Regions from separate parts of the Mus musculus genome. Here all the other regions are linked to region 1. The links are chromatin contacts, called in public promoter capture Hi-C maps. All regions are on one chromosome and are shown on one strand. Each heading gives the region's core, a stretch centred on a gene start, on an enhancer-like site or on the middle of the called end of the contact. The rest is flanking DNA. Distances are from core to core; before and after follow the strand shown.

The links. Promoter capture Hi-C pulls out the DNA fragments that hold promoters and counts their contacts.
Region 2: a promoter capture Hi-C map of pre-B cells shows a contact between it and region 1, with 2.6 times the contacts expected there. The contact joins the promoter of Cops6 here to the promoter of 3110082I17Rik in region 1. A contact is called at or near these places in 12 of 39 promoter capture datasets (the 3T3-L1 cell line, 3T3-L1-derived adipocytes, the C10 cell line and 7 more).
Region 3: a contact with region 1 is called in a promoter capture Hi-C map of pre-B cells, with 4 times the contacts expected there. The contact joins the promoter of Zkscan1 here to the promoter of 3110082I17Rik in region 1. A contact is called at or near these places in 2 of 39 promoter capture datasets (frontonasal cranial neural crest and pre-B cells) and 1 of 115 datasets of contacts at active chromatin or transcription factors (microglia).
Region 4: a contact with region 1 is called in a promoter capture Hi-C map of liver, with 2.3 times the contacts expected there. The contact joins the promoter of Tsc22d4 here to the promoter of 3110082I17Rik in region 1. A contact is called at or near these places in 6 of 39 promoter capture datasets (the 3T3-L1 cell line, 3T3-L1-derived adipocytes, the HPC-7 cell line and 3 more).
Region 5: a promoter capture Hi-C map of liver shows a contact between it and region 1, with 3 times the contacts expected there. The contact joins the promoter of Gnb2 here to the promoter of 3110082I17Rik in region 1. A contact is called at or near these places in 1 of 39 promoter capture datasets (liver) and 1 of 484 Hi-C or Micro-C datasets (CD4 T cells).
Region 6: a contact with region 1 is called in a promoter capture Hi-C map of liver, with 2.9 times the contacts expected there. The contact joins the promoter of Cnpy4 here to the promoter of 3110082I17Rik in region 1. A contact is called at or near these places in 10 of 39 promoter capture datasets (the 3T3-L1 cell line, 3T3-L1-derived adipocytes, cranial neural crest and 6 more), 1 of 484 Hi-C or Micro-C datasets (B cells) and 1 of 115 datasets of contacts at active chromatin or transcription factors (large pre-B cells).
Region 7: a promoter capture Hi-C map of liver shows a contact between it and region 1, with 2.8 times the contacts expected there. The contact joins the promoter of Iqce here to the promoter of 3110082I17Rik in region 1. A contact is called at or near these places in 11 of 39 promoter capture datasets (the 3T3-L1 cell line, 3T3-L1-derived adipocytes, the HPC-7 cell line and 6 more) and 1 of 9 other capture datasets (pancreatic islet).

The regions. Positions count from the first base shown.
Region 1 is chr5:139,458,315-139,461,940 of GRCm38.p6, reverse strand. It overlaps 3110082I17Rik (RIKEN cDNA 3110082I17 gene), which reads left to right and starts at 1,407. Exons shown (of 5, transcript NM_028469.3): 1 at 1,407-1,472.
Region 2 is chr5:138,158,380-138,162,402 of GRCm38.p6, reverse strand. It overlaps Cops6 (COP9 signalosome subunit 6), which reads right to left and starts at 1,301. Exons shown (of 10, transcript NM_012002.3): 1 at 1,221-1,301; 2 at 906-1,028; 3 at 598-729; 4 at 178-266; 5 at 19-81. The coding sequence starts at 1,290.
Region 3 is chr5:138,083,655-138,087,273 of GRCm38.p6, reverse strand. Zkscan1 (zinc finger with KRAB and SCAN domains 1) reads right to left here and starts at 2,190. Exons shown (of 6, transcript NM_133906.4): 1 at 2,043-2,190.
Region 4 is chr5:137,743,823-137,747,595 of GRCm38.p6, reverse strand. It overlaps Tsc22d4 (TSC22 domain family, member 4), which reads right to left and starts at 1,627. Exons shown (of 5, transcript NM_023910.6): 1 at 1,182-1,627; 2 at 1-748. The coding sequence starts at 480.
Region 5 is chr5:137,531,523-137,535,257 of GRCm38.p6, reverse strand. Gnb2 (guanine nucleotide binding protein (G protein), beta 2) reads left to right here and starts at 1,952. Exons shown (of 10, transcript NM_010312.5): 1 at 1,952-2,119.
Region 6 is chr5:138,185,118-138,189,175 of GRCm38.p6, reverse strand. Cnpy4 (canopy FGF signaling regulator 4) reads right to left here and starts at 1,641. Exons shown (of 6, transcript NM_178612.4): 1 at 1,456-1,641. The coding sequence starts at 1,591. Taf6 (TATA-box binding protein associated factor 6) reads left to right here and starts at 1,950. Exons shown (of 15, transcript NM_009315.4): 1 at 1,950-2,006.
Region 7 is chr5:140,700,405-140,704,573 of GRCm38.p6, reverse strand. It overlaps Iqce (IQ motif containing E), which reads left to right and starts at 2,196. Exons shown (of 23, transcript NM_028833.3): 1 at 2,196-2,392. The coding sequence starts at 2,357.

The DNA.
Region 1 (3,626 bases), core at 158-2,657:
TCACAGCAAATGCCAGCTGAGCTAGAGTTCTTGATTCTCAGCCTGTTAGAGGCTTCAACAAAACTCAGGTGAGGGAGTCTGTCTTTTCTCATTGCTTGATAATTCCCCTCTCTCTATTCTGCATCACAAGGAATTTACTGTCTCCTCTTAGTTGGCTAGCAGCATCAGCAATAAATCACACCCACTCCATCTGTAATTTTGTCATTTTGAAGCAGGGTCTCACTAAGCCTTGGCTAACCTGGAACACACTATGTAGACCAGGCTGGCCTCACACTTGTAGAGATCCACTTGCCTCTGACCCAATGCTGGAATTAAAGGCTGTTGTGGGGTACTCTGAAGAGAAGACTGCTAGACATGGTTTAAGCCAATAGAAAATCTTTATTAGCTGTCCAGCAACTACACTGGGTGATGGAATCCTAGTGTAGCACTGAGCCTTTTTCCAGGTGATTTTTTAAGCACTAAAACCATGTTCCGAGTTGACACACAGTTAAAAAGAAGAGTAAACCAGAAGTGGAACTAGAGAGGCTGGAAAGCAAGGTTAGTGTGTGTTGAGACTTTCCCAGCACTATATGGACTCTGATGGACTAGGCCCTTGTTTTAGTTTGGGCAGGTGGTGCTGTCTATGTGCTGCTAAGTTTTACAGCCTCATGGTACTTCCAATGTGGAGTCAGTGTGCTAAGGTCTGGTGGCCTACTAAGGTCTATGGCCCTGTTACAAGGCCAGTGACAGCTATGCCAGACCCTTTACATTACTTCTTCACTACTTTGTGTGTGTGTGTGTACACATACATATATTATGAAATGTACATATTTACTTATTTAGTGTGTGTGTGTTTAGAGGTCAGAAGACAGCTTGTGGGAATTGATTTTCCTTCCGATTTATGGATCCTGGACATCAAACTAACGTTACCAAGCTTTACAATAAACACTTTTACCGTCGGAGGCATCTCACTGGCCTTTATGAATCTCGAGAAGACCCCGAGTTTCTGATCCTCCTCCCTCTATCTCTTTGGTGCTGGGATTATAGGCTACAACAGGGTCCGACTTTGAACTCCCTACACAGCGGAGGATAGCCTTGAACTCCTAATCCTTCTTCCTAGCTTCCCTAGGGCTGGGACGAAAGGCGTGCACCTCCAAGCCCGGCACCCCTCGGATATTCTAACTTTACCTGCTGGAATTCTCTGAGAGGTGTTCTATCTGTTCAGCCCAGCACCAGCGGCCAGAATTCGGCCGCACGTGCCCACGCCACCAGGTGTTGCCCTGGCAACTGACTGCGCTCTCAGCTCAGAGAGATGACGCCAATATCCTGCGCCAGGGCTGCGCCCTCCCATGCGGCGGCCATTGGCTGGCTGGAAGATGGACGCCTTCCCGATCCAATGGATAGCGCTGATCTTCTGAGGGCGGGACGGCGCGGAACCTGCTGAGCTGGTGGTGGAGGCGCGTGGCAGAGGTGTGCGAGAGTGGGAGCTGCAGGTGCGTGCTGGGTAGGGTGGGGTGACGGGGGGTTGTCGCATCCGCCCGGGGAGACGCGGTCCTGGGCCGGGCTGTGCGTCTCTGCGCAGCTCTCCACGTGGATTTCCAGAGATCTATTCAACCACCCACCTACCCATTTACCCCTGTTGATACAGGCGACCACTTAGCCATTCGTCCACTCCTCCGTCTACTTAAACGTCCATCCACTCCTCTACCCAATTATCCATCCGTCCACCCACCTATTCATCCAGGCACCCACCCATCCATTCATCTATATCCTTCATCCACCCACCCACTTATTCATGCACCCAACAGTCCTTCCATGTATCCATTCTTACAAGTTGGGTGTGGTGGTACACAGCTGTGGTCTCAGTATCCTGAAGGCTGGGACTGAAAAAAATTGCCGCTAGCTCGGTCTAGCCATGTCTTCTAAATGAGACTCCGTTCAAAAAAAAAAAAAAAAAAAAAAAGATTCTTTGGGTTCCTTTTCTGTATCGGTGTCACTCAAGGCTCTGGGAAGAAACGGGGGCCAGAATAAGAATCCCAGATCTAGGGAGCCCAGGTTTTTGACTGTAGAAGATCTCTTACTAATGGTCTTAGGTACCATGGAGATAATTTAAGGGAGTCTTGTTCCTTCTTTGAGCTTGCTGAGGCATAGTCTTTCTGGTTTCTGCTGCTGCACTGTGTACCCCAGGCTTACCCCCCTGTCTCTGCCTTCCATCTCACCATAGGAGAGACGAGACGACAGATTCACACACTGCATCCAGCTTTTTATGTAAGTCCCAGGAATCGAACTCATATTATCAGGCTTGTTCGGCAGGTGCTTTTACCCACTGAGAACTCCTAGCCCTCTGTCTTCTTATTTCCTTGCTGCATGAAGCAGCAGTCAGTGCCTCTGGATTTCATTTCCTAAAGGACTAGTGACATTGGGCATCTTTTCATGTTCTTCACTGTTTGTTCAAGACCTTTGCCCATTCTAGAGTTTGCAGTGTGTGTGTGTGCCAGAGGTCAACTTTAGGTGGTCCCCAGCAGCCATCTACCTTGTATGTGACAGTGGACTCGACAGGCTAGGCAGGGACGGAACTCAGGTCTTCAGGCTTAGTGGCAAGCGCCTTTACCTGCTGAACCATATTGCTTTCTCCCCCTCCCCCACCACTTCTTTTGTTTGGTTTTTGTTTTGTTTTTTGAGAGAAGGTTTCTCTGTATAGCAAGCCCTGGCTGTCCTAGACTCCCTTTGTATACCAGGCTGGCTTCGAACTCACAGAGATCTTCCCACCTCCGCCTCTAGAGCTCTGGGATTAAAGGTGTGCACCACCCCACCTGGTGCCCAAATTCTTTTATTGTATAATTGCCAGAGTTATTCTGTGGTGGTGGCCATGCATGCCTTTAATCCCTAGAGGCAAAGGCAAGTGGATCTCTGTGAGTTTGAGACCAGTGTGCTCTACAGAGGGAGTTCCACAACAGCCAGGTTATGGAGAAACCCTGTCTTGAAAAGCAGAAAAACAAAAAGAGTTCTTCTCAGGCTCCACCACATGCAGATTTCCTGCCTGTAATGTGTGAGACAAGCACTGCTCTGAGTTGTCTTTACTTTCTTGCTGGCACTGTTCCCTGGGAGAAGCTTTTAAATTTTGTTTTATTATTTTCATTTATTTTTTAAAATTGCTAATGTGTGTGTGTGTGTGTATACCATGTGTGCGTAGGATCCCATGGAGCTCAGAAGAGGCGTCAGATCTCCGAGAACCGGAGTTCTCAGTGGGTAAAAGCACTTGCCGCACAAGCTTGAGGACCTGAGTTCGATCCCTGGGACTTACATAAAAAGCTGGATGCAGTGTGTGAATCTGTCATCTTGCCTCTCCTATGGCGAGATTCGAGGTGGTGATAGGAGAGTTCCAGGTAGCTGTGAGCCACCGTGTGGATGCTGGGAACTGAACCTAGGTCCTTTGCAAGAGTTGTAAGTACTCTTAACCTATGAGCCATCTCAATAGCTCCTTTCTATTTCTATTTTTAAGTGTGTGTGTGTGTGTGTGTGTGTGTGTGTGTCCAGAGGTGTTGGATCTGGAGCAGGAGTTACAGTTGATTTTGAGCTGCCTGAGATGGGTGCTGCCAACTTGGGTCTTCTGCAAAAGCTGGTAACCAGTGAGCCTCTCTCCAGCC
Region 2 (4,023 bases), core at 52-2,551, 1.3 Mb after region 1:
TGGGTCAACAACACTCACATCTGTGTGCTTGGTCATAGGGTTCAACTTCAGAAAGAGCGGACTCTCAATTATCTCACACACCTAGAAGATAAGGCAAAGCCCAGGAAGAGTCAGTATCTCCTCTTCCCCTAACCTTCTGTTCATTTCCCCAACATGCACATATTTGAGCTTCTATACCTGCTTATGGACGTGGATGTCTGAGGGGTCAGGTGGCCCCCCTGTGGTATACCAACCCAGAAACTCCAGCTCCTTGAAAACCTGTTTAACTGGAGAAGAAGGGGCCAGAGTAAATATTCCTTTAAACCTCTCTTCCTTAGTTTGATGGGCCTGGTGTGTTCTTTCCGGTTCTCCCCTCCCTCCTCATATTTTGGGTCAGTTTAAAATAACTACACCTAACTAACCTTGAACTTCTGACCTCTTGCCTCTATCTCCTGGGTTATATGGTACTGAGGATTGAACTCTGGTCTTCCCGAATGTTAGGAAATGCACTTTACCCCACTGCCCTACATCCTCAGGCCTTTTATTCTTTAAGACAAACAAAACAAAACAAAAATCTTCCCACTTTTCCTTCCCCACCCACTTCTATTCCCCTCTCACACTGCTCCTCCTTGGTGTAATAATATTCTTTGTCAATGATAATCTTCTCTTCCACGGTGTGGGACAGCAGCTCAAAGGAGTTCATCACTTCGATATTTCGCCCCTCCTGCTTCCCGATCAGAGCCCCAATCACTAAGGGGAGAGAAACAGAAGCGCAAGGAAACTAGGTGAGGAACAGGCGTCTCGGAAAACCTTTCCCGAGTCGGCGTGAATCAACGACTGGGGAAACAATAATTTGGAAGAAAGGGCGCAGGGGAGTGACTGGAGGAAATCTCCAAGAGATTTTGAGATTTACACACAACACTCACCCTGCATAGGCCGCCCCTCCTGGGAGCGCATGCGGATCCAATGGTCTGAGATGTTAAGGATGACAAGGGGATGAAGAGCGACGGAAACACTCCCAGTCACTCCGGAGGCCATCACGCTGGGGACTGTTAAAGGTGAAAGGAAAACATAGCGGCTGAGAGCTCGGGCCCACACATTTTCCCCTAGACATGGAAGCAGGGGACCAGCAGAGCCCGGCCGTCCATCGCTGCCCTCAAGTTATCCTGGGACAGGTTTAAGAAGTACTCAAGACCACTTCTCAAGGGCAACTCCAGAAGTCGGTCTGCGCACCCCGTTACCTGCTGCATCCACTTCCATGCCGCTGCTGCCTCCGCTCCCATTCGCCCCCGCCGCAGCTGCCGCCGCCATTTTCCCCGCGCCCGCCAGCCACGGCCCGCCCCTTTCCTTCTCGGCTTCCGTCGGGGAGCGGTGCATGCTCAGTGTATACTTGGTGCTGCTAATGGGCGGGGCAGCTGCCAGTACTTAGTAGCTCAGGGTGCTCTGCGTGTTGTGCTGCTGCTAGCGGTTCTCATGTAAACCAGCCTGGCCATGAGTTCTGTAGTGTGTATCTGAAGATGGCTTTGAACTTTGATCCTCTTGCCTTTACCTCCCAAGGAGGGCTATTAGTTTCCAGGTCTCAAGTGGATACACTGTCAATACTAAACACAGAGAAAATTGCGATCAAAAGGAGGAAAGGCTGTAAAAGGGAATGGGGAAGACAATTTATTCAGGATATAAAATTTTTCATGTTGCATATAATCTATAGAGACTTGATCACTTGTTTGTTGAGATAGGGTCTTACAATGTTGGCCAGCTGGTGGGAACTTGCTATTCGTCTAGGCAGACTTCTAGGAGATCCGCCTTCCTCTCCTTCCTGAATGCTGAGATTAAAGGTGTGTACCATACCCAGCATGCCTAGCTTTTAAAACGATGTACTGAGGATCTAAACTCAGGTCCTAACACTTCATCCCCTGAGCCATCTCCCCAGTAGTAATTACTCTTGAATTGTTCAGCTTCTTCAGTTTCAAGACAACCTCTTTACACAACTTAGCAACTGCTATTGGGAGGGCTTGTGGCCCACGCCTTTAATCACAGCCTTTAATCGAGGCGGGCAGACCTCATGAGTTCAAGGCCAGCCTGGACTACAAAGTGAGTTCCATCACAGCCAAAGCTACACAAACAAACCCTGTCGCACAAACAAAAAAAAAAAGGTGGGGGGAGGGGAAGAGTTGCCTTGGTCATGGTGTCTCTTTACAGCAATAGAACAGTGATTAAGACAATTACTTGTAACAAAAAAGAAAACCAAAAAAAAAAAAAAAAAAAAAAGACAATTACTTGCCCAGCATGGTGGCACACGCCTTTAATCCCAGCACTTGGGAGGCAGAGGCAGGCGGATTTCTGAGTTCGAGGCCAGCCTGGTCTACAGAGTGAGTTCCAAAATAAAAAAAATAAAAATAAAAATAAAAATAAAAGAAAACGTTTCCTACTTGGACAATAACTAAGGCTAAGCGACCTGCTTAAATAGCCAAGAAAGAGTATTTGGTCCACAATCATTCATTTGGGGCCAATAACAGCCATTTTTTTAAATTTTTATTTTGGTTTTTCGAGACAGGGTTTCTCTGTATAGCCCTGGCTGTCCTGGAACTCACTTTGTAGACCAGGCTGGCCTTGAACTCAGAAATCTGCCAAGTGCTGGGATTAAAGGTGTGCGCCACCACCGCCCGGGCTACTTTTTATTTTTATTTATTTATTTTTTTTACTAATCACAGTCACTGAAGTATGTGCTTTGGACCAATCATGGCTTTGCACTGATTCGCAGTAGTCCTTCCACTAGGGAAAGGGCTCCCTTCCTGTCACGCTGGAAATGCTTTCAGGTTCATCTACATTTCATAGGGGTCTATGACAGCAAAATATCTGGTAACAACTATGTCAAATACACTGGAAAATCAGCTTCAATCTTTACACAGCTGTCTCAAGACTTCTGTTGTGTGTCCCAGATTGCTGGTGCTAGTCTAAGGGTCATCTAGCTAACTTATGAGACTGACAGTCCTTTTCCTCAGGGCAGCCTGGACAGTGAGAGAGATGGGTACAATAGATGATAATTAGATAGTTAAGTTGCCCTATTCCCAATGTCTTTGGTTAGTTACATGAAAATAAACCTTGGGAGTTTTTATACTATAAACCTAAAGAGATTTCCATTAGAGGAAAAACTGAAGGAAGGGAAGGTCATCATTAGTGCTAACAGCAATTTAACAATATTCTTAAAACACTCAACCCCTGTCTAGAGCTCAAGGAAAGCTGGGTTCCCTTCATCTGTCTTGGAATGATTTTTTTTTTTTTTTGCAGATTTTAATAATGTATTAAAAAGTCAGGCAGTGGTGGAACACACCTGTAGTCCTAATACTCCGGAGGCAGAGGCAGGCAGATCTCTGGAGTTTGAGGCCAGCCTGGTCTACAAACCAAATGCCAGAACAGCCAGGGCTACACAGAGAAACCCTGTGTACTGGCTGATTTTATGTGTCAACTTGACTCAGGCTGGGGTTATCACAGAGAAAGAGCTTCAGTTGGGGAAGTACCTCCATGAGATCCAGCTGTGGGATATTTTCTCAATTAGTGATCAAGGGGGAAAGGCCCCTTGTGGGTGGGACCATCTCTGGGCTGGAAGTCTTGGGTTCTATAAGAGAGCAGGCTGAGCAAGCCAGGAGAAGCAAGCCAGTAAAGAACATCCCTCCATGGCCTCTGCATCGGCTCCTGCTTCCTGACCTGCTTGAGTTCCAGTCCTGACCTCCTTTGGTGATGAACAGCAATGTGGAAGTGTAAGCTGAATAAACCCTTTCCTCCCCAACTTACTTCTTGGTCATGATGTTTGTGCAGGAATAGAAACCCTGACTAAGACACCCTGCCTCGAAAAACAAAACAAGCTGGGTGTGGTGGGGCACACCTTTAATCCCAGCACTTGGGAGGCAGAGGCAGGAGGATTTCTGAGTTCGAGGCCAGCCTAGTCTACAGAGTGAGTTCCAGGACAGCCAGGGCTACACAGAGAAACCCTGTCTCGAAAAACAAACAAACAAACAAACAAACAAACAAACAAAACGAATGAAA
Region 3 (3,619 bases), core at 941-3,440, 1.4 Mb after region 1:
GGCAGAGGTATCTAGACTGTAGTGTCAGTCTTCGCTACATAGTGAATTTGAGGCTCAACAGGGCTACTTGAGATCAGAAAATAGGAAAAAAAAAAAGAAGAAAAATTAAATTCAAGAGATATAATTGTGCATTACAATTTTCAGCCTGCTTAAAAGATTAGCAGTGGAAGAAATCCACTAACACAAGGGCAGCATGAGCTGGAACAAATGAATTATGTCCCCTGTAAATAAGTCACTCATCCCTGAATCGTTTCCAGTATTCTTATTAGCAGTGGAGTAGGGACAGAGGAAGAGAGGCAGAAAACCACCTTTGGGTTCCCTCTCAAACGAAACACATTCTGACATACCATCTCCTTTAGAAAAGATCACTGCCCAGCAACCAAATCTCACCAAAGAAAAAAAAAACAAATGACTTCTGACAAGAAAAGACTCCAGACTCCAGGCTGCAAGCATGGTTTATTTCAAAGGATGTTTTCTCAAAATCCAGTCTTCCTTCTATTGCACAGTCTTGCAAGTTTAAATAAATGATCCTCTACTCCCCTCTTCAACAGAGACATAAAATGCTTTATAATATGAAAAACTTAGTCTTAAAAGATACCTAGTGGTCTAGTATTGTGTGCCTGTAGTCCCAGCACTCTAGAGGCAGTGGCTAGATTTTCAGCCAGAACTAGAGAGACCCCTCCCCGCCCCCCCCTTTTTTTAATCTATCTAAAGAATATCAACACCACCACAGAATGAAAAGCTAAGATTTAAAACTTAGTACACTGGCCTGGTTGTATCTAAATATAGTATAATGCACTTGAAATTTTTCCTGTTTCCTTCATGGAGACATGAAGTAGAGGATCAACAAAAGAAAATAGCATTCAGCCGCAGGCATTTCTGTAAGTTAACAAAGATGATCCTGAATAAAATAACAAGTAAGAATCTTGTGTGGTAATTGAAAGAGGACACAAACCTGAAAGAAAAAAAACATCTGGATAATTCTTCACTACAGTTTCCTTATAATAAAGGTATTTTCCCACATTTGGCCAGCTTTTCTAGTAACTTCACTTGATGTGGTTACAATGAATTCTTCATAATTCCAACAAGTATTTATTGACTGCTTTCAATCCGCCTAGCACTGCCCTGTACAATAAATGCTTTCTTTGGTCCCAGGCCATGGAACAGCCACTCTCTATAATCAATGTGTGTGTGTGCTGTGTGTGTGTAGGGAGGGGAAGGAAGGGGGAACTTCAAACTAAATGAGCTGCCTTTTTTTTTTTTTAAATTACAATTACATTTACCAACTCCACTCATTTCAAGTTTGAAGAACCTTTTTGAGCAAAGGTAGTTAATTTTATGGATAATAAAACTGACAGTTGGCAAATGTCTAATCTCATCTAAGGTCATTAAGCTGATCAATCTCCTACTGGCCCAGTGTGGTTTCTCCCAGATACCCTTCACGTCTCACTCATTGCAATCAAGCAAGGTGAACTAACACTCCACTAATCTCCCAGATAGCACAGTTAAACAGGCTTAAACCAGCAAGAGGTCTTGAAGCATTGCATAAAGCTGACAGCCGGCTGTTAATTTCTACTAGATCTTTTAACCACCGTCAAGCCGCCAGCGCTTTCGCTCAGCGTTGGGAGATGGAAAGACAGAAAAGCAAGTGATCCGGAAATGTTTTCGGAACCTCAAACCTGTACAGAGCTCAAGGTCTTCCGCGTCGTTTATCTCAAGATTCTCAAGGACCCAAGACGCCCGGAGAAGTAAACGACAGCAATAAAACGAAAACCACACAAAACACTTTCCCCTGCAACCACAGCAAATGGCGACAGGAGGGGGGGAGGGGGAGAAGAATCCAGACACGGGGATCACGTCCATTTGTGATCTTGTCCTCAGAAATGTTATACAAGGATGATGACATGAAAGAGCTCCCCACTGACCCCAGAGATTCGAGCACCGCCGGGACCCCGCAGGGCTCCTTTCCAAGTCCCCCCGGGTGGTCACACGGTCCACCCTCGCAGCCCGCCCGTCCTCCGAGAGTCCGCCATGAGACTCACCGTGAGTCTCCGGAGCGGCCTGGGGACGCCGGGCGACCAAGCACAGCTTGCTCTGGGTTCAACCCGACCGAAGGGCACTGCACACCGACATAGGCCCTCCCAATACCTCGCCACAGGCACAATGAGTCACAAAGACCGGAAGTAGGTCAGCACCTCATCTTCCGGGATCGAGTTGAGCTTCCGGGTCTCCTCTAGGAACACGGGAGGACTTTGCATCTCGGTTTCTGAATTTCTTGTTCCGAGTCTCCCTACCCAACACCCCCCCCCCCCCAGCCCTGATTGCCTGTCTTCAATTCCAGAGGTGACAGATAGAGATAAAGTGATCCTGTTTAGGGTGTTCAGGTTTTTTTTTTTTCCTGATGTAGTATTTTTCAGCTCTATATTTGTTACTTTCTTCCCCATCTTTTCCATCTTGGGCAGTTATCAATAATAGTAATTGTATGCCTGTGGCAGAGAAGCTGAAGCAAGGGTGTAGATGGAGTTAGATCAAAGCCAAGCCAGGGGTGTCTGGTTTCACAGATCAGCCCTGGTGAGGTTTGCCAGTTGAGTGCATGGTGTTTCCAGATATGTGGCCCGAGGATAAAAGACTATCTTTCAGTAAACAAGCTACTTACACTGGTTCTGTAGAATATGCTATTATAGCACTTTAAAAGGATCTTTCAGAGGAATTACAGACGCTCAACAATTACTGCCTTTATCTCTTTGCCTTGTGGGCAATACAGAAATGAGGCTCCACCTTATAGAAGGCTCTATATCAAAGGCAAGTCCACAAGGAAGAGACCATACAGCATGGGGGAGATAACTTTATAAAACAATACTCCAAAATTAAAAAGCAATTGAAGTATTGTTCCTTTTTTATTAATTGATTATTAATTAATTCACTTTACATCCCAATATCAGCCCCCCTTCTCCCAGTGATAGGTTATTTCTCCGCCAGTGAAACGAGCCCATTCAGGCTAGATTATATTATAATAAAGGCAGGTTTATTGGGAAGCTGCTCTTGGTAGAGTTCACTGGCCCCAAGGATTGAGGCAGGAGAGTTGCAATGGGAGGGGAGGCAGAAAGAGAAAGGGCTTACATGCAGAGAAAGAAGAGAAGGAGAAGGAGGAGAGCAAAATGTTTGGATTATAAAGGGAAGAGTCTCTGGGGAAGGGCAGCCCAAGCCCTGGGATGGAAAGTTCAAGGCTGGGGGCAGGGTATACCAGGTAGGATCTGAGGGATGCTGGGAGAACCTGAAGACCAGGTCTGTTTTGATATGTAAAATATTCATCTCAGTCCCCTCTTCTGGGGTCCAAAACCAAACACCCAAAACCGCCTTAGGCAAGTCATCCTCCAATTCCACCTTCCCCTATTTGCAGTATTGTTAAAGGAAACAAGGAGCCAGCCATTCACTTGGAGAAGTAGGAGAAACCTTTATTCATGCATGGACTACAAAGCACGCTTGTGCTTTGAAGGGTTCAGTCCCCTTGGCAGTTTCTTACAGCTTTTTGTAGGTCAGGTAGTGGGGTTGTCATCCATGTCTTTGTGACAATCTTAGAGTGGACTCTGATCCCCTTAATCATTAAAGGGAATTTAGT
Region 4 (3,773 bases), core at 378-2,877, 1.7 Mb after region 1:
TCCAGGAGAAGTAGGGGGCGGGCGGAGCCAAGAGGTGGGGCCCTGAGACAGGCCTGGCTGCGGGATAGGGGTGCTTATGCCCAAACTAGCCAGCTCCAACCTAGAATCCAATGATCTGCCTCCGGTGCCTCCAGAGGCCCCTCGAATGCCCTCCAGAAGCCGACCGAAGCTTGGAGGCTCCAGATCTCTCTCGTAAACATCCACACACGTCCACCGACCTCGACGATAAGGCTCTCCCAAACCTTGGGGCAGCTTCACCACCCGGAAACGGGAGGCAGGGGCTCCAGGTGGCGGAGAGCCATTCCGGGGGGTGCCCCTGCCCCCTGGATCAGGGTTGGGGTCCCCATTGGGGAGGCGGGGCGGGGGCCCAGCGAGAGCCGGTGGGACAGGGGAATCCGAAGCCCCTGGGCTTCCTGGGCCCTCATAGTCCGTGGTGACGCTGGTGATCTGAAAACTACTTTTCTTCTTACCACCACTCATGGTCCCTGGGGCTCCGGACTGGGCTCGGGTGGGGGAGGGGCTGGGCTCCTGGAGAGGGGCTCAGGCACCTCTGGAACAAGGGGGCCACATGGCAGGGACATCGGGGCCCCTGGGGACGTCTGGGTCCGACATGGCAGGAGGGCCTTGTGGGAACTTGGGGGTGCCTGGTTAGTGACTGGAGTACAGAGGGGAGGTGGCAGGAGGGGGGGGCAGGGGCAGGTTTTTCCTGCTGCTGTCGCCGCTGAAACCCCAAAGCTGAGCTTGCAAACTGGAAAAAGAAAGAGACAGAAAGTGAGCGAGAGTGTGTGTACGTGAGCAAAAGAAAAAGCAGGGGCCAAACCACCTCCGGGGCTTCCTCTCGGGGGAGCCGACTGGAGGGAGGAAGAAGAAAGCCACTAGAGACCCAGAGACAAGTAGAAATGACAGACCGGAGCAGAGGGGACAGAATTCAGAACACCCACAACAGGAAGAAGCAGCTGGGACCCAAAGTTGGACATTTCATGCTTGAGATCCAAACTCGTCCCCAACACGTATCTCCATGGCCAGGGGCACAGGGGTGAATCGGCTCCTCCCCTGAAAGGGCCACCCTGAGGCCTCTGCCGGGCCTCAAGCCCACCCCACCCCCATTCCAGTTCCCCCATCGCTGGTTAGGCACTGCCCGCCAAGCCAAGCGCCCCGCCCAGCCCGGGAGAACTACCTACCTCTCGGGCCTCGGCCACCGAGCTGAGCTGGAGAGAAGACCTGGGGGACTAAGATCTCTCTCTCTCTCTCTCTCTCTTTTTTTTTTAAATCCTAAGGCGGCCTAGAGCAGGCCACGGCAGGCAGCAATCAAGGGCTACCCAGTGTTCTCTGGCGTCCGCATCTCACTCTGCGAGGCATCTCGGTGGAAAGTTTGCAGTTGAGACGAGAAGAAACCAGCGCTTCCACGGGGGAGCCCAGGCGCAGCCTCGGTTAACACTCCACGGGTCTTCCCTGTTGCTGTGGGAGGGGGCGGCTCAGCCCCCCGCTGGCTCCAGTCCCTTGAGTGGCTCTCTCTCAAGGCTCCTCCCACGTGGCCCCACTGGATGTATCTCTCAGCTCCTCAGCTCCGCTCCGTCTCGGTCTGGGTCTCTGGCTCTCTTTCTGGGCTGTTGACAACCCCCACACCAGGAAGTCCTGCCTTCTCGGGCCTGCTCACTGCTCCTCTCCTCCTCCTTCCCCTCTTCCTCCTCCCTCCTCCCTCCTCCCTCCTAAGGCTCCCTGCCAGCTGGCCCGGAGCCAGGCCTGCCACAGCCGCAGCCGCAGCCGCAGCCTACAGTTGCTGCTGTAGCTGCTGCTGTTGCTGCTGCAGCTTCTGCCGCTGCGGGTCCCAAACTGGTTGCTTTAACCCTACACCTGCCAGGTTCCAGGCAACTCTTCCTCGGAGGGAGGGGCATGAGGGCGGAGAAAAAGAGGAGGAGCCTGCGGGAGGCCAGGGATTCCCTTACTTGTAGGCTTTTGCAGGTTCTCCAAAAGAGTCTCAAGGAACGTGCCAGACATGTTCTGGGTACCTGACTGTCCATAAATACATAGTCAATGTGACCCACTGGCTGTGATTTGTCACAGCGTCTCTGGTTTTCACCGTAAATTCACGAGAAACTCCTTTCCCCACTCTGTTTTCAAAAGCGAGCGGCTATGAAAATTTTCAAACATGCCCTAAAGTAGAGGAACTAGGAGAATGAACGCCCATACACGCCATCATGGACTTGTAACAAGTATCAGCTGTACCCAAACGTGTTTTATTCCTCCAATATCTTTTCTCGGATTTTGCTGCAATATTTGAATTTTTTTTTTTTTTTTTTTTTTTTTTTTTTTTTTTTACTGTGAATGTATGTATGTGTAGATCTGGAGGTCAACTTGAAGGAGTCAGTTTTCTCTTCCACTATGTGGGTCCAAGGATGGAATAGTGCCAACCATCCGGTTTGGTGGTAAGGCCCTTTACCCACTGAGCCATCCTGTCTATCCTGCTCCTGCTCCAGTATATGAAATCAAATCTCTGATACGGTGTTTCCCTCTCTTAAAAAGGGAAAATTGGAGAAAGCAAACTATCCAAGAAGGCTGTTGGTGGTAGGGTAGACATGTGTGTGGCGTGTGTGTGCACATGAATGAGTAGTTGCACACACTTGTGTGTGTTTGTTAGCCACAGGACCACACTGGGTGTCCTACTCAGGGTCTCTCATTGAATGCATAGCTTGGTAGGCATCCAGCAAGCCCCAATAATTCTACATCTATTCTCCACAACACTGAGGTTATAGGCACACATGGTTATGCCTGGCTTCTCATGTGGCTACTGAAGATTTGAACTCAGGTCCTCATGCTTGAGTAGCAAGAACTTTTACCTGCTGAGCCACTCCTCAGCCCAGAACAGGCATTGCTACCTTCTCATCTTTGTCCCTCATATAAACACTTAGGTAGATGGGAAGATGAAGTTGCTCACTTCTGCTTCCCCAAGTGCTTGGACACACACCCATGTCCACACAACTACCCCGTGCGTATACCTGAGAACCAATCCCAGCTGGCTACAGACCAGCTCTTTCCCATCTCCAGCCCTCTCCCACCTGTCCCATATTATCCCTTCATCATTATGAAGGAGAATCTGCACACACATAAAGGGTCTATTCTGCAACTGGCAAGAAAAAAAGCGAACTCCCAACTGCCATTTTTCTTTCTTGGCACCCATACTGGCATTCTGGGCAAGAATCTTTCAGCCAAAGCAGGATCTAAAGGCAGCATCTGGTGTCACTCATGGGTTTGGAAGGAAATAGGTTCTAATTAATTTTCCTCAAACAGAACTGTTCTTAGAGCCGGGCGTGGTGGCGCACGCCTTTAATCCCAGCACTTGGGAGGCAGAGGCAGGCGGATTTCTGAGTTCGAGGCCAGCCTGGTCTGCAGAGTGAGTTCCAGGACAGCCAGGGCTACACAGAGAAACCCTGTCTCGAAAAACAAAAAAAAAAAAAAAAAAAAAAAAAAGAACTGTTCTTAGGTATGTTCTTAGGTATATTTTAAAAATCCTAGCTGGCTGTGGCAGTGCATGTACATGCCTATAGTCCCAGATCATGGGAGGTGGCATAGAAGCAGGAGGCTGAAGAGTTCAAGGCCAGCCTCAGCTACATGAGATCCTGCTTCAACAGTAACAGACAGACAGACAGACAGGAGGGGAAAAAAGGAAGAAAGAACCCTTGGTTGGGCTGGGAATATAGTTTAGTAGAGTGCTTACCTCATATATAAAGCCCTGGATTCCATCTCTAGCATCAGCAAACTACCTGAAGGGTTAG
Region 5 (3,735 bases), core at 703-3,202, 1.9 Mb after region 1:
TCTGGCTTTTACAAGTGTGGGCCACCACATCTGATGCTTTGGAGGTTTAAGTTGGCAGAGGGGGGTGGGGGCATCCTCATTTACTCTGTGGCTATTTTACGTGTATAAATATTTTGCATGTATGCACGTGTGCGCATTGCATGACATACCTGGTGCATCAGAAGAGAGCATTTGATTCCCTGAACTGGAGTTACAGAAGGTAATGAGACACCATGTGAGGCCTGGCAACTGACCCCTGGTCCTCTTGAAAAGCAGTAAGTGCTCTTAACTGCCAAGCCAGCTGCTCCTGCTTTAATATCTGAGACAAGATCTCTCACAGAACTTGAGAGCTCTCACATGAACTCCCTGACCAGCAAACTCTCAGGGCTCTTTCCATCCTGGCCTGCAAGTGTTGGGGCTATAGTATAGGTGTGGCTACTGTGCCTGGGTTTTTTTTTCTTTTACTTGGTTTTCTGGGATCAAACTCAGGTCTTTATGTTTGCATGGTAAGCACTTTGCTGACTAAGCCATCTCTCCAACCCTGTCCCCCAACACACTTTTTGAAACAAGGTCTCCTGTGGCTCAGGCTGGCCTCTAGTTCAATATGTGGGTGAAGACAAATGTGAACTTTCTATTCTTTCCTCTCTACGAGTATACTTCACTACAGTCTATTTTGAATAGTGTTTTTTTTTTGTTTTGTTTTGTTTTGTTTTGTTTTGTTTTTTTCAAGACAGGGTTTCTCTGTATAGCCCTGGCTGTCCTGGAACTCACTTTGTAGACCAGGGTGGCCTCAAACTCAGAAATCCACCTGCCTCTGCCTCCCGAGTGCTGGGATTAAAGGTGTGTGCCACCTTGCCCGGCTGAATAGTGTGTTTTGATCTCCTAAACTCCGAGGACTGTCTCAAAGGCCACAGGACAACTCGGACTTTACCAAAACATTTTCACAATCTATGGGGGGACGGGGGACGGGACAGTTCTCCAACAATCCAGGAGACTCAAGGGTAACCTTCAATATACTCATTTAACAGATATGGAAATCCAGGCACATTCTTATGTTGTGTTCCCTCGGTGGGGTGCTCCACAGTGTAGTTTTCTTCAATGGTTATTAAAGTTGAGATCGCATCTCAACTCTGCAGCCTGAGTCCATAGTCAGCATCATGAGGATTAATAAACAAAAGTATTGGTGAGAGATGTGGCTCCATTGGTGGAGTGTTTGCCTAGCATGTATGAAGCCCTAAGTTCTACCCTGCATAAATCAGGCACAGGGTTGTGTATCTGTAATTCCAGCATTTGGTAGATGTAAGCAGGAGGATTATCAGTTTAGGGTCATCCTGGGCTACGTGGTGGGCTCCTGAAACTCTATCATAAAACAAAAACCTTTAAGTATGCAAATCAATAAATATGGACTGTTGCTGCGGCGGTATGAGGCCTAGTCTAGGAAGCCTACAACCCCTCACAGTGCTGCGCTTGAAGAACTGTCTGGGTGTAATTCCCTCTAACTTGCATTTTATGGGATTCTAGTGGTCACCAACCACTCGCTGTCTTTTTCTGCCCCACTGTCCTGCACTGGTTTAGACTTCCCTAGTTCCGCCTCCGGGAAGGGAGTGGCCTCACCAGGGGGCGTGGCCAACCCGAGAATTGGGCCTTCTTGCCTCCAGTCTGGAGCCGCCCAATCCGGAGGGGGGGGGGGTTGAAGGAGGTCGATCACGTGACCTGGGATTTTTTTTTTCCCCCCTCCCTTATGCCTATACCACTTCTGCTGTCCCTAGAGAGGATGTCTTGCTCCTTTTCTGGAAATAAACTACGTCGTGTGATCTTTGATGAGTTAGAAAAACGTGGAATTGTGCTTTTATTGTGGCTGAGGCATCTTTTGCTCCTGGAGTGGTGTTTTCGCTTCTAGCCTTCCCCCCCACACACTTGAGTATTTGGTCTCGTCCAGCCTGGCCCTGGGCGCGGCGGCGACGGCCGCGTCACTGGCGGGCGGGATCCCTCCGCTCTGGGGAGAGCTGCGCTGGACGGTTGAGTTGGGGTGACTGAGGAAATCCATCCGCGTCGCCGCCGCTGCCGCCTCCGCCGCGGAGGAAGACAGGACCTCCCGCGCTCCTCCAAGCGACCCCTTGGCAGAGTCCCACCACCTCAGGTACCTCCGCTGATAAAAGGAGTCCTCATCTCCCCCAGCCCCAAATTCCCACGGGTGTGTGTGTGGCAGGGGGAAGCCTCGGTTCCTTCCGTCTCCCGGGTTTGGCTCTTGGGAAACGGACGTAACTCCCAGACCTCCCCTCCCTTCCTCTGGCCCGGTCGTTTCCAAACCCGGAAGGGGAACTGGGGGGGGGGGGGGGACCCTCGGCTTCAATAATGCATGCGCTCCCTGCAATATCAGTGGCAATTATTTTAAAATCTAGACCCCCCTCATCCCAGCCCCGCCTGCCTCTTGATCCCTTAATAGTTGGGGGGCTAAATTCTGGGTTTCTTCTATGTCCTGTCCCGCCCCCTTTCCCCACCACCACCCTGCTGCCTGCCCCTGGGTAACAGCCCTCGTGCCCACTCGTTTCACACCCTTGCTTGCATTAGCCTTGCAGAACTCCAGAATCCTAGGAGATCCAGTTAAGGCCTCAAGGCCACCCTTGTCTTCGTCTCCACCCTACTGCCCCTTGATTCGGGCTCTGGCAGTGTTTTCTCAGTCCCGACCCCTAAGCTGGAGATCTCAGCACCTTATTCTTTTTACAAATCCTTACCCAGGTCTGGCACCTAGTCGCCTGTCCCCTTCGTCCAGCTTTCTTTTGGGCAAAATGGAGGTCCTACGAGCTGAAGGGCCTGGCCCACTGCACTTCGCAGCACGGCCAGCCCGCGCCGTCCAGCTGCCAGATCTGAGGACCCTCTCTTTCCTCCTCTCACACCTGCGGAGGCGGTGGCACCCTTTTTTTTGGAGGGGGGGCTATGGTTGCTTTATCCCTAGAATCGAGGAGCTGCTGAGGGAACGTTGGAGGGTAATGGGGATCTAAGGGCTGGGAGCATGGCCCCCGACCCAGTGTCTTCTTCCTGGCCTGTTTTCCTTCTGCCCCAGGCCTGTGTCATTGAGGCCAGGCCTGGGCTGCTGTCAGCTGGAAGGAAGGGGCTTTTGTTCACAGCTGGAGTGGGGTGGTAGCTATGTCGTTGCCCCCTCCCTCATTTTGGAGGGGCATCCTCTGGCACTGGCGCAGAAAGCTGAACTTACGGAGGGGAAATATCTTCGGGGAAGAGGAACGCCCAGTGTCTGGGGGAAGTGGGAGCTGGGTGGGGGACGCCTGGGTCGCCAGAGTGCAGTGTACACGGCCAGATCGCACAGGTGTCCCGGGAAGGCAGGACGTCGGAGGCTGGAGTGGTGCCAGCTAGGCCTCGGGGGCTGCTGAGCACAGAGCTGGGCTCTAGGGGTGCCTAGGGGCATCGGGCCGAGCCGCCTGGGGCCGCTCGCCGGCGCCTGGGAGAGAGCAGCTCCGCGCCCCGGGGCCAGGGGCCTCTCTTCGGAGCCCTAATTACTTCTGAGAGGCTCCCACGGGCTTTGTGCGGGCGCAGCGGGGCGGGCGACCTCGGCGCTGAAGGGAGCTGGCGGCTTGGGGGTTTGCCTTCCCCGCTACTCTCGCACTGACCAGCAGCTAATGGGGTGCAGCCGGCCCGGAATGGGGATTATCCCGGGTTGAGCCGTCCCGAACCTATTAGTGCTCAATCGGCTTTTCCCAAATCCTGTAAACAGCCACCCTGGCCGGTTCTGGGTAAGAG
Region 6 (4,058 bases), core at 392-2,891, 1.3 Mb after region 1:
ACAAGCAAGGGGGGAGTCCAAAGGAGACATTTAAACTGGGTCCAGTAGAATGGGGAGGAGTTTATCAAATACAAAACGGAGAGGAGGAAAACAGCCAAGAAAAAGACAGGGGCCACTTACTGACTGTGAGACGCTGGGTGTGTCTGAAGCAGTCACTTTGAGGAATAAAGTATGAAAGCTAAGAGTGTACATACGCCAGTCAGTGGTGGCGCACACCTTTAATCCCAGCACTCGGGAGGCAGAGGCAGGTGGATTTCTGAGTTTGAGGCCAGCCTGGTCTACAGAGTGAGTTCCAGAGTTCCAGGACAGCCAGGGCTACACAGAGAAAACCTGTCTCAAAAAAAAAAAAAAGTGTTTTTACAGCTCTCCCCTCACTCCAAAGTTGGCTTAGGGTCTGGGAAAACAGTTCTGTAAGTAAAGCACTTTTAAGCTTGAGGACCTGAGTTCAGATCCTAAGAACCTCTGCAATGTTAGGTGATGTGGCACACGCTATCCCAGCATTCTGAGGTCAGAACTAGAGACAGGGGGTTCATATAGTTAACTTCTGCCTTTAATCCCAGCAGAGGCAAGTGGATTTCGGAGTTAGAGACCAGTCTGGTCTACAGGCAAGTTCCAGGACAGCCAGAGCTATAAAGAGAAACCCTGTCTCCACCCCCACCCCGACTCAGAAGAGTGGGGACACAGATGCAAAAATAAGTGAGAGATTAGAATCAAGTCATGGGTGTCAATGATAAAAACATGTTGTTGGGTGTAAAGTGAAGCAATAATGAATCCAAAGAAAAAGTTAGAGTTAGGGAGCCACAGGATATTTATTCAGTGACCTGGCTTCCTCCCTGTTGGGGATGGGAGGGGTGGTTGGGGGGAGGGCATTTACTAATGTAGCCAGAGGCCATGCTGCTTGTTGTAAAATCCCTACAGTGCACCCCATCTGCAAAGCCTCACACCGATGGGCAACTTCTAAGTGGTGTGGTGTCTTCATCTTCTCTTTATGAACTTCAGCTGGGGACTTACTCACCTTTAAAACCCCTAAAGGGGGCCATCAGGCCTGTAATTTAAGAGCGTCTCTGCCAGGGCGGGACTCAGTATGCCTATAAGGAATGAGTATTACACCCCACCCATGCAGATTGTCCAGATTTTTAACAAGGAGAGAAACGACTGAGGAAGATGCTCCATAGAGCCAGCGTTACAGGTTCTTGAACTACAATTCCCACAATACATTGGGGCCCAAGCCCGCAAGAAAAACCTAGATCCTTCTGGATGCCACCTGGGAAATGTAGTGCCACCTTAACCCTGCTTTCCCTCCCTTGTTCCCATTCAAGTGTTACCAAGCTCCAACAGAACCTCTTTCAAGACAGTCTAGTGATCCATCTATCCTAGCCCATTTGATTCAGCCTAGAGTTAGAGAGGCAGGAGGTAGATAGGGAGATGTAAATAGCAACTACTCCGTTTCTGTACCTTCGCATTTGCTGGGCAAACGTTCTGTGTCATCTTCCTCCTCTTTTGTCGCCTCAGCCCAAGCACCGTACGCTGCCAGGATGAAAAGCAGTATCTCCAGCCGCACAGGTCCCATGATAAAACGCAGTCCACACATACAACCACCCTTTGCCTTCAGACCAACTTCTGGAAGGCAGCGGGCCCTTTAAATTTAGGCGAAGCCCGCAGCAAGCTTTAAAAAAAAAAAAAAAAAAATCATAGAACGGTCAGCGCATGCTCAGAGCCAGCCCGAAAGTGGGTGGAGCGTGATGGCTCAGTTTTGTGGCGCCTTCTGAAGGTCCTGACAGCTGGGTAATGAAGATACAAATTGAAGTAATTAGAATAGAGTAATATGATCTTTACACATGCACGTAGAATGAAATTTTTATATAATTTCAGACTGTGAAACGATATGGTCTATTTTGACATAGGGAAGAACAGTGATAACTTTTTGGCTTCTGCCAGGACCTACTCCTGTCAGGGGGCGGGGCCAAGATGGCGCCGAGCGCCGGGTGAGCGGCGCTTTGGCAGCGGTGAGAGGCTTTTACTGCTCCCGGTGCTTGGCTGGCGGGGGAAAGTCTGAGGTGTATCCGTGAGGAGACCCTTTGAAAGGGCCCATGTGAGGACTGGGAAGAAGACGGTTGGTTGTGTGTCCGTGCTCGTGGGGACCCTGTGCGTGACTGCACTGGAAGGATGGTGGGGCGATGTAGTGGCTTGTGAACCTCCTGTAGCGCTGCCCGGGTAATCTTCGAATCACTTCCCTAGCTGAGAAAAATGATGTAAAGATATAGCTCAAGTTATCCCTTCTCTAAGAAGTCTTCCTGTCGCTTCCACTGATCTGAGAAACTCCCGAGGCTGCTAGAGTGTTTTATGAAACCTTAGTGGCAAGGGTACCACCACAGAGGACTGGGACCCGACCAGGTACAGAGTATGTGCTGAATAATTGTATTTCCTGTAGACAAGATTTAACAAAAGTCTGAGAAGACTTGGAATGAAAAGAACCAGTCCCTAGCACTCAGTTCTGAACACTCTTGAGGTTGGTTTCATGTCCAGTGTCAGGCAAGCTCCTTTCCTTTTAACCACAGAGTAAACTCCAAGCTTGAGTCTGTGTCTTTTTCATTTTGGTAATTGTTATACCAAGTATTTAGTGAACACTTACACCTTATTCATGCTGGGCAGTGGTGGCTCACGCCTTTAATCCCAGCACTTGGGAGGCAGAGGCGGGCGGATTTCTGAGTTCTAGACCAGCCTGGTCTACAAAGTTAGTTCCAGGACAGCCAGAGCTATACAGAGAAACCCTGTCTCGAAAAACCAAAAAAAGGAAAGAAAAAAAGAAAAAAAAAGACTTATTCATATATTTAACAATGCCCTAGGCACCAGATAGGTCAGTGAACATAACAGACATATTCTTGTTTACTGGTGGGGTAAGGATAATAAACAAGAAGAAATAATAGCCAGGCTTGGTGGTAAACAGCTGTAAAAGGCAGGAGGCTCTCCAAATCAAGACCACGGGATGAATTCCAGACGAGCCTGAGACCCAATTGTAGAAGGGTTGTTTAACATGTGGAAGGTCTTAGATTTAATCTAGAGTGATTTTATATATATACATATTATATCACTATTATTAAGAAGAAGAAGAAAACATAGCAAACAGGTAAAGCCAGGCATGGTGGTATGTGCTTGCAATCCCAGTACTTGGGAGGTAGAGGCCAAAGGACCAGTGTTGTCTACCTAGTGAATTTGAAGCCAGTGGGGCTATAGGAGACCTGCCCCTAAAGAGAGGTGGGTGGGGTCAGGTAGTCAGCCAAACACGTTTAGGAAGAACACAACAAAAGCTATAAAGCCAAGTACATGTCTGTCAGATTTAAAGGACAGCAAGGAGAATGATGTCAGGGTAAAGTGGGAGGGGGCGGGGCAGGTGATCAGAGATATGAGAGAAAAGAAAGAAACCATCTTAGACAGGAACTTATTGCAGAGTCGGGATGGCCTCAAACTTGCTGTCCCCACTTTAGCCTCCAGGGTACTGGGAATATGGGTGTACAGCATGTACACTCTGAAGCCTGACATGAAACCCAAGGCAGTCCACTGAAATTAGAAGTGTTAACCCCTACACCTGGACAGGAGGCAAGGGGAGTCGTTATAGGAAAGAAATAGTTACCTAGTTTATATTTTGACAGACCACTTTGGTTTTAAGAAACAAACGCACAAAAAAAGCCAAGATGGAAATAGGAACACCTTGTCCAGCGACTGAGTTCAGCAGATGAATAGGTGATAATCATCTGGGCCAAAAAGGGTCGGGTTGGGCTGCCTGGTAAGTTTTAAAGTTCTGCTGGGAATCAAACCCAGGCCCATGTGCATGCTAAGTACCTTACTACTGAACCACATCTTCCAGCCTGGTGGATTTGATTTAAGCGTCCATATAAGAATGACTTGTGCCGGATGTGGTGATGCACGCCTATAGTCCCAGCACTTGGAAAGTACCCGGAGTTCAGGGCCATTCTCAGCCACATATGGAGTAAGAGACTAGCCTAGGCTACAGAGGCCCTATTTAAAAAAAAAAAAAAAAAAAAAAGCCTGAGCCAGGC
Region 7 (4,169 bases), core at 947-3,446, 1.2 Mb before region 1:
AATCTCTCGGAATTATCACGTCCCCGCCAGGGCGTTCTATGGTACGTGCCCACGCAGGCAGTGGGCGGAGCGTCCCCAGGCGGGCTCGGTGTGGGCGTGGCTTTCCGCTGGGAGGCAAGGCCTCGCTGGCCTCAGGCCACGTGTCTAGGCTTTTTTTTTTTTCCTTTGGTTTTTCGAGACAGGGTTTCTCTGTACAGCCCTGGCTGTCCTGGAACTCACTTTGTAGACCAGGCTGGCCTCGAACTCAGAAATCCGCCTGCCTCTGCCTCCGGAGTGCTGGGATTAAAGGCGTGCACCACCACACCCGCCTTGTGTCTAGGCTTTTAAGGTCTCCGAATTTTACTGGGTCTTCTAGCCCTTGCTTTCAGCTTTAGCGTTAGGTGTGGGCAGCAGCAGGTGAGTCAGCACAGCCGGTGCTGAAACCCTCGGTTCCCACAGCGGGTAGCGCTAAACTCCGGGGTCTAGAGTGTCAGGACCCTCCAGTCACCAAAGCCTGTATTTCTGTAGCTCTTCACAGCCCCAGTCCTCTATCCCCGCTTGCCTTCTGTCTGCCATCCATTGTTACCAACTCTTCACAACTTCAGCCTGCTCTTCTAATAAAGATTAAAAGTAGGCCATCGGGAACTAGAGAGATGGGTCAGTGGTAAAGAATACCTTTTACTCTTCCAGAGGAACAGAGTTTGGTTCCCAGCCCCGAGGTCTCACACACACACATACACACACACACACACACACACAATCTCTTTTAGGGCATGGTTCCCGAATGCCTAGAGATAGAGTAAGATAATGCTCATCTGCCCTGGAAATCAGACCTGTGAGCTTGGTTGTCTCTATCTTGGTAATGGGAGACCCCAGCATGTTGGGCTTCTGCAGAAAATATCACTGCAGGCTGGAGAGATGGCTCAGCTGTTGAGAGCACTGACTGCTCTTCCTAGAAGTCCTGAGTTCAATTCCCAGCAACCACATGGTGGCTCACAGCCATCTGTAACGGATTCTGGTGTATCTGAAGACAGCTACTGTGTAGTCATACACATTAAATAAATAAACAGGGTTTCACTGTGTAGCTCTGACTGTCCTGGAACTCTATAGACCAGGCTAGCCTCAAACTCAGAAATCTGCCTGCCTCTGCCTCTGCCTCTGCCTCCCAAGTGTTAGGATTAAAGGCATGTTCCACCACTGCCAGGCTAATAAATAAAATCTTAAAAAAAACAAAACCAAAAAACTACTCTGCGTTTACATACTGAGTCTGGGCTGTTATTCTTTGGCAAATCATGGGTCCTTAGACAAGCAAGAAAAAAAAAACCTCCCAGGAGAATCCTTGTATTAAGCTTAATGTTGCAAAGCCACCCAGTTGCAGAGAGCTGTTTACTCAAAAAAATGAATGTGTGCTGGGGAATAGTCCCTTTGCAAGCCTAAGAACAGGAGTCGCCAGAATCCATAAAGGAGATGGGATGGGGGCGGAAGGGGACAAAATAAAAGGAGGGCATAGCGATACACATTTGTAACCCCAGCATTGATGAGGCAGACAGGATCACGCGCGCGCGTGCGCGCGCGTGTACACACACACACACACACACAGAGGCAAATGACATACTGTTTTCATCTATCACTGGCCTGCTGGGCCACCAGGGAAGTGCTCCCTATCTGGCCTGGGTTGGAAAGCCACGGAATCCTGGAGAGTTCAGAGAGGCTTGTGATAGCAAACCGTCAGCTGAGGGTTTAAAGCAGTTGGTGCTGGCCCATGGGCAGTCTTATCCTCATGGCGCCAGACCCCAGGTCTAACAACTAGGGAGTCAGTCACCTTGGCCCCCAACATCTCAGTTTCTTTACAGAAAAAAAACAAACATGTAAATAGGCTGATGTCCCCAATCTCAAATCTTGCGTATCGTTAAGGATGGTGCTTTATGCTCTCTTTTCAACTCAACATGGCGACCCTCGGAACCTCTGCCCACTGGACTACATAGTTGCAGCCAGTGTTTGCCGAAATCCAACCCGGGCTCCTGAAGTTGGATCTGAGAGCATGGCTTCCAGGTAGAAAGTTAGTATTGCCTGCGGGAAGCCAATTAATTCACGCATCCCACGAAACAAAACAAAACAAAACAACAACCAAAAAAAAAAAAAAAAAGCCCACAAGACCACAAGAACGGATTGCGCCGTGCAACCCCGGGAGAGTGCTTGGTAGGCCCCTTGCTCGCGCACACTTTGCGCGTGCACAAGATTCGTCGGGCTCCGGAGGAAGGACCACATCCGGGGCTCTGTGGCCGCGGCACGGTTGCCATGGTACCAGGGCGGCTGGCAGGCCTCCCAAGCCGAGGGCAGAGCTCGCAGGACCCGGAGGCCGCGCAGCGCTGCCGCTATGAGCCTGGGCACCACAGATATAGCCTCGGAGACGGTAAGGAGCCTTGGGGCGGAGGGAGGAAGGGCGCACGGTGGCAGCCAGCTCCGGCAGGCCGATTATTACCGCACAAGAGCCATCTCCGGGCGTCGGCCGCCACCGTGCCCGCGCCCCAGCAGCCTCTAGCTCCCGCCTGCGCTCGCGGAGGCCACTACTTCCAGGAAGCCCCCGGGACTGCGCCCCTCCCGCACGCGCTGCGGGTCTGAGGCTGCAGCCGGCCGACGATAAGCTCCTCTCGTAAGTGTTGCTGTAGGCTGTGGTCTCGCGACTCCCCGGAGCGATCCAGGGCAAGGGGGAAGTCCTGTCCCCAGCCTCCCCCAAGGCTAGTTTTGCACGGGTCCGGGAGTCATCTCTGGAAGAGGTGTGCCTCTCTCACTCTCTGCGTGTCGGTATCAAGTGAACTTTGTACATTCCGGGGGGCGGTGGGAGAGGGGCGGTGGCTATAGGACAGGGCAATAGGCTGATGTAGGGAGCAGCTTGGTACAGGTTTAGAGCCAGTAGGAGCATTAAATGTAAAGGCCGCAAGGCCGGGGAAAGTAGCACACCGGAAAGCAAGCTTTTGGAGTTGAGATTTAGAAGGGCACTGAGGGAGGTAGGCAGGGACCTGGCCATGGTGAAATATGACTTTCAAGGGTCCAGGGGACGCCTGTGAGAGCCTCCACAACAGACTGAACGACTAAGCCTTAGGTCAGCAGAGAGCAGCTGGGATTCCCTACTTGTTCCTGCACTCGAAGCTTTCCAAGATTTGCCTAGTTTTGGAGGTCGCTCTCTCAACACTGCCTTCAGTAGCTGCCCCCAGTAACTGCTCCCTCATCTCTGTTTTTTGGGTGCTACTGGGGACTGAAACCCTCATGCCAGACTAGAGCGCTACAGATAAACCTCCCCAGCTGGGTCACTGGGGGATTCTAGGCAAGCACTTAATTTCTGACTACCACTGAGCGCCCCCCACCCGCACCCCTCACCGGGCTCGCTCGCAGAACTGCATCTCCAGACCTTTAAGAAGTTAAAACCATCCCCACTAAGGGTGGGACTTGGTGGGGGAAGACTTCGAACCGGATGTAAAGTAAATGAATAAATTAATGAAATTTCTTGTGTTGAGATTACAAAGATAGTTCATGACTCTTTCAATACATATGGCAAGTTACCATAACCTAGCCATCCACAGAAATCCAATTAATATAAATTGTGTTTCTCATATGCATCTCCTCCCATACATTTTTAAAAAAGAGATCATATTTCTACAGTTGTATAACTCTTACCATTAATTTTGTTGCTAGCATTTTCGGTATTTTTTTTTAAACGCTCTTTGTATGTAGCCCAGGTTGGCCTCAAATTCAGCCTCCTCCTGCCTCAGCTTGCCAGATCCTAGGATTACAGGCTTGCACCTCCAGGAGGTTGGTGTTCCAAAATGTAACCAAGGACTGGGGAGACTGGGCTCAGTGGATAAAATGCTTGCCTGCACTCCCGAACCCACATCCAAGACCCATGGGTATGGCTGCTGCCTGTAATTCCAAATGCTCAGGAGTTGAAGACAGGGGAACTCCCTGGGCAAGCTGGCTAGCTAGACTAGCTACAACTGGGTTTAGCAAGAGAGCCTAGGTCACAGTGGAAAGGCGTGAAAGCAGTCACAGGGTCTGTTTCAGACCTCCCTCCACAAGCATGCACACACAGACGCACATACACAAATAGGCAGCCAGATAGAGCTCCATTCCGAGCAGTTCACAATTGCTTAGAAGTCCACCTCCAGGGTATCCCGCAACCTCTTCTGGCACCT